Regions from separate parts of the Mus musculus genome. Here region 2 is linked to region 1. The links are chromatin contacts, called in public Hi-C maps. All regions are on one chromosome and are shown on one strand. Each heading gives the region's core, a stretch centred on a gene start, on an enhancer-like site or on the middle of the called end of the contact. The rest is flanking DNA. Distances are from core to core; before and after follow the strand shown. Region 1 has its middle 35 kb from the start of Kl. Region 2 has its middle 22 kb from the start of 1700028E10Rik.

What was found. A called contact is a pair of places that touch in the nucleus more often than the background predicts.
Region 2: a Hi-C map of liver shows a contact between it and region 1, with 2.4 times the contacts expected there. The contact joins two enhancer-like sites. A contact is called at or near these places in 2 of 39 promoter capture datasets (3T3-L1-derived adipocytes and liver) and 1 of 484 Hi-C or Micro-C datasets (liver).

Annotation. Positions count from the first base shown.
Region 1 is chr5:150,916,516-150,919,350 of GRCm38.p6, reverse strand. No RefSeq gene overlaps it. Among named protein-coding and RNA genes, the nearest start is that of Kl, 35 kb to the left of the region's middle. Within about 2 kb of position 1,535, at least 13 of the 459 cell types and tissues checked have an H3K27ac peak or open chromatin away from gene starts, as enhancers often do. A contact at or near this core is called in liver, where this site is marked.
Region 2 is chr5:151,345,142-151,348,075 of GRCm38.p6, reverse strand. It overlaps a transcript of Stard13 not described here. Among named protein-coding and RNA genes, the nearest start is that of 1700028E10Rik, 22 kb to the left of the region's middle. Within about 2 kb of position 1,260, at least 40 of the 459 cell types and tissues checked have an H3K27ac peak or open chromatin away from gene starts, as enhancers often do. A contact at or near this core is called in liver, where this site is marked.

The DNA of each region.
Region 1 (2,835 bases), core at 286-2,785:
GCATCCTTCTGTGTCTGTGAGTTTGCATTTGGACCTGGTGTTTTGCTATGTCACCCACAACTCCCTGTCTTCCTTCCAAATCCATCACGCAAGACTCTAATTTGACATCTAAATCACACCTTTTTATTTTATTTTTTAAGATTTATTTATTATATGTAGTTACTCTATAGCTGTTTTTTTAGACACACCAGTGGAAGGCGTCAGATCTCATTACGGATGGTTGTGAGCCACCATGTGGTTGCTGGGATTTGAACTCAGGACCTTTGAAAGAGCAGTCAGTGCTCTTAACCACTGAGCCATCTCTCCAACCCTAAATCGCACCTCTTACCTGAGTCTGCGCTCCCTTAGCTAGATTTTAATGGCAGAAGGAGCAGTTGTGGGTTCTCTGGAAAGCTCACACATACAGCGGGCACCAGCCCACAAGCTCCCCTGGGGCCCTGACAGCTTTCTTCTGCTTCTCTGAGGCTATAAGAAACCTCGCAGGCAGGCAGACAGCGCTCCACCGCGTGCTAATGAGGATGGATCCAATGTGAAATCTCAGAACGAATTGGGCAAGACAAGGCCTCTGGCCATATTGATTGCTGGTCGCCTCTCCGTGCTCACTCGCTTTTAGCGGGGCTGTAATGGCTCCACTTAGATTGCTGCCGCTATTTTCTCCCCACACACCGATGTTTACTTAAGCCTAACCTTTCTAATAGATGCGCACCTCCCAAGCTCCTTCTACCTTTGTTCTGTCCACCATCTCTTCCCACGGCCGTGGCAGTGCGTTCCCTGCCAGCAGCCTTAATGTTACATAATTCTTTCATTGACTTCAATTTTCCCCAACCCCAGCTTATTAGCTATGACATGTGCCGTACAGGCTGAAGACCTGTATTATCTTTAAAAATGCATATTATGCGGTCTCATAATAAAAATCTATCTGCCATCCATTCTAAAGACCTTCCTTCTACACAAATAGCTTGAATATAAGATGAATAAATCAAACAAATTCCAGTTCAATAGCTGTGTTTTAACTAATTACCATTCTAGTGAAGGTGCTGATCTCCCATCTAGCATTCACTTTATTAATATGAACAGATGAGCACAGATGTTTGTATACACCTTTTTATTTCTATGAGCAAACCCTTGTGCCATGAAAACAGAACAAATGAGGCCCTTGGCTTCATCCCACCTGATACCTGAATTAGCAAGCCTGGGCGTTCCTGAGTTTTGTAGCCACAACAGAGTGCGCCCATCTGCCATGGGATGAGATGAGAACGAGAGCGAGAGCGAGAGAGCGAGAGAGCGAGAGAGCGAGAGAGCGAGAGAGCGAGAGAGCGAGAGAGCGAGAGAACGAGAGAGCGAGAGAGAGAGAGAGAGACAGAGACAGAGCAAGAGAGAGAAAGCAAGAGAGAGCGAGAGAGCGAGAGCGAGAGCGAGAGAGAGAGAGAGAGAGAGAGAGAGAGAGAGAGAGAGAGGTGATTCGTGTGAACTTTCCCTCCAGGTCATCTGAATTAATCCACCTTTGACCGGCAGTGGAGTTCAGAGCGTGCCTTACTAAGGTAAATTTACCAGCCAGTACCCAGTTTCATACACCTCAATTTCAGGCGATTTGGAACCAGGAAGGCATTGGGGCTTCTCTTGCAGAGGGAGAGGGACCACGTCTGTGCACATGTCATGCTGGGCTTGCTCAGCGTTCTGGCTTCAGCCCCCTCGAGCTGGGAGCACATGGCACAGTGTCTGGATATAAGCAGCAAACTCATCTTAATCCTCCTGGCCCAGCACAACGATCAGCTCCCTTCAGCAGTCGTCTCTCTGCCCTCCGCACCAAATTTGTTGGTTATTTGTTGGAAAGCGCTTCTGTTGTTCCTCCTTTCGCTGCGGTGTGCCCATGGCTGTTTGGCATCCACCCAGCTCTGCTGTGTTCTATCAGCAATGCTCTTTTCTGGGTCCCTTCGTGTTCATTTATTAACTTCTATCTCTCCTGCCCAAGTACGTGGACAGTGAGTTGTCACTCGCAAAAGGCGACGGCTCCTAAATGCATAACCGCGGCTCACTGGTCCGTGAACTTGTATTCTTTAAAAGTATTTCCAACCTCGTCTTTTACCTGTGAACTCTCTGACCTCCTCTTCAGAGGTGCATCAGGGTTCCCAGATGCCACCTTTGGACTTTGTGATGAGTTGTCTCTGTATCTTGCTTGCATTGGGGAGTAGTTATTGTGTTATAAAAAGATAAAGAGAGAAGGCTATGTTCTATGGGGTTTGGTGAGGTGTGGGGGAAGGGGATGCCTCAGTGGGCCCATGCCAAGACATCCCTTCCCTGTGAGGGACCAACGACACCACTGAATAGAGTATATTCAGGGCATGGAGAGGGGAGTTAAGAGGGTAGTAGAGGCAGAAAAAGAGAGAGAGAGAGAGAGAAGTGGAGGCCAGCCATGAGCATGAGTGGAGAGAGATGGAGAAGGGAATGGGAAGAGAGGGGGAAAGGGGCAAGGAGACAAAGCAGGAGCAAGAAAGGAAGAGCAAGAGAGTGAGGAGGGGGCAAGCAGCCCCTTTTATAGTGGGTCAGGCCTACCTGGCTGTTGCCAGGTAACTGTGGGGCAGAACTTAGACAGAATGCTAACAGTAGTGAGGGAAAAAGAGGCTGAGTGACCGGACCAGCCATTTGTTTAAGCTCACTGATCGATTGCTGGTCTGATTCTCTCTGTGCCCTGTTTGACTATGAGGGCTTCAAAGATGCCACCTTGTACCAATCTTTTGCCTCTTTAATCCCTGCTCTGTTCATTGGGTCTCTGAGCAGCTTTTAGTTGCACTGGGTGGCAGTAAACTGTGGGAGACACTCAGGTTTCGTTTTGTA
Region 2 (2,934 bases), core at 11-2,510, 430 kb before region 1:
ATCAGGACTAAAACTGAGCTTAAACACTTCTGCCAAACAACAGATGACAGCTTAGAGATATCCTGCACCGTGTGTGCCTGGCACAGGGCCCACTTTTCTAGAAGGGACAAAGACATCTTCTGCTCACCAATGGGTGAGTCCTGAAGGTAGGACATCAGACAAGTCATGTTCAAGTCTCTATGAAGTGCATTACATGGGCTGTTATAGGCTGTAAAATGGCTAACAGACAGTCCAGACCATGTTGACAGAAACAAAAGAGAGTCCAAGGTTTGTGCTTTGTGTGTGTGTGTGTGTGTGTGTGTGTGTGTGTGTGTATAGGTGTTTGTGTACATAGAGGCTACAGATCGATATAGGGTATCTTTCTGAGTTGATCTCTGTTGAAATAATTTTAATAAATATTTTAATAAATAAATCCTGGCATGGGGTTGCTTCCTATCTCAATGGTTTATGTTTCCAAATCTCTCTCTCTCTCTCTCTCTCTCTCACACACACACACACACACACACACACACACAGCCTTTACATGTAATATGCCTTAAGCAGCACAATAGCTTGGCAATTACCTAACCTCCCTGTTATTAGAATCTACCTCCCATTGATAATTCTGAGTTACTACTTATAAATTTCTATGTTCTATCTTGGCTGATCTTGACCCAGTTGAGCAGCCCTTTGGACTGGTCCTCTGGCCCCCTTACATGGCAGCTCTGCTCCTCTCTCTTGTCCACATCCTAGGCTTGGCATCTCTCCCTTCCTTCTCCTCATTGTGGTCCCAAGCTGGGGAAACCTAAAACCTAGCTTTCTCTTCTCCCTAGCTATTGGCTGTCATCTTTATTTACTAATCAGAATTAATTGGGGGCAGGTTCCCACAGCTACATGCAGACCTTCTCATGCAAACTTATTTTGGGGACCCCATTAGCATTAGAATACAAGCACTTAGTTACAGATCTTCTCTATACTTCTTGAGGCAGTCTCTCTGTGAGCCTGGAGCTAGGCTGGTAGTTGCAACCCCGAGAGATCTTTCCATTTCTGCCTCCCAGCAGTGAGACTACAGATACCTGTTGCCACGCCTAGGGACCTAAACTCAGGTGCTTACAATCAACCAGGAAGCACTTTATCTACTGAGCCATCTCCCTAGCCTTCTTGGCCTGTGAACTTTTTGAGTCACAGAAGCCAAAGCCAAGAGGTTTCTGGCTGAGCGTGTGACAATGCCACTTTGGCCTGGCCCCGTGTCCTTGACTTGGAAGAGCGGCCCTGGCACAGAGTCAGGACCGTGACTCATGAGTAGCTTTGGACTAATGTTCTGTTCACTTACTCATGAGGATAGAGTGGGTAGGACCAGGTGAAATGGGGAGCCGTGTTCTGGGCATCGAAGACAGGGAGAGTGCCGACTGCCATCAAGAACCTGCATCTGCATGCATGCACCTGAGTCCTGAGCTTCCATCTGGCTATGCTCAAATCTCTAAGAACACCGTGTGATGACCTCAGCTCATCCAGTCTTCTCCTGGTTCAGCCTTTGGTCAACTCATCGTTCAGCCTCCAAACTGGGGGGGGGGGGGCGGGGGGACAGGGGTGCCCTAACCCTTAAATGTGCGTTTTCTGTCACCAAATCCATCTCATGCTCATTTTTAAAACCTTATCTCCTGTTAATTCCATCCTTTGGTATCCTGCCTGACACCACCTTGGCCTGAGCCCCCAACCCCACCCCACCCCCAAACCCCCACCCCCGCCACCTTGAAATTGCAGCTCCTTAAAGTAGTTTTCCACCACATGGCCTGCACATGTCACCCTAATGCCTGGAAAAAGGAGAAAGAACGCTTAGTAGTCCACAGTAATTTTGAAGTCAGTCTGGTTATAAGGAGACTAAATCTGATCCCAGGTCTGTTCTATGGAAAAGTCCCTCCATGTCATTGTGTTGCCTTTGGTGGAAAATCAAATTGACTCTGACTTGACTTAGTGGTTCAGCCACACCACACTGTGTTTGGATCCTTAGGTATTTTTGAGGCCTGCCCCTTCGCCCCCACCTCTGATAGCTGTAGTCATTTTGTTCCATGCCTGCCAGCTATTTCATACTGTTGTTGTAATATGTGGACCAGTTATTGACACAGAAAAATAACTTGATTCAGTGCAAGGTCATGCTGATTACATATCCTGTTATGAGGTTTGTTAATCGTAAGAAATGCCACAAAGCTTTACATAGGACAATATGAACTGTTATGCCTAAAATGGCTTGAGTCAGTGCTAACCACCAGGCAGCACTTCCTGCACCTGCATATGGGCTCACCATGGGTTTTGCTGTTTTAGCCTTTATAAGCCGGCCCTGAGAAATGTTCAGGGTCCTAGCTGAGCCCCCAAATTCTGATCTGTGGCCCTGATCAGTCAGACTTAGGGTGTGCATTCAATAAACAATCCCTGTGTGACTGAGGTCAGTGTTTGTGCACTTTGTGGGACATTGTTGGACCACAACACTATTTACTAAACCTCTTCCTATTTGCATCAGTTTTGCACCTCTGACCTGGCATTTCCCATCTTCTCTCTGGCTCACTGATCCTCGCTGGCAAGGTTCAGCTTAAATGTCTACAAGAATGTATACCTTGCTCAGACTTCTGGCTGCTCTTCTTATTCTCCTGCCTCTCCTGACAGGTTTGCATTCTTTGGCTTCTCTGAAGTAAGAAAAAATTCCCCCCTCCACAGAATGTCTAAGGTGATTTTAAGAAGCAGAAGGTGGAGTTGAAAGACCTCACAAACTGCTTTTCCATTAGGACTTCTTATTTTCTCCTCCAGTACTGTTGGAGGAAGCTTGGACAGAGAGGCCCAGGTCTTGAGCGATGATTTTTCTGTACACTGGAGGCCTCCTCTGTTTAGGGAATTTCCTGGGATCTGATCAGAGATGGTAAGGAAGCATTCAGGCTTACCGTCTTGTTTGGCATTGTGATG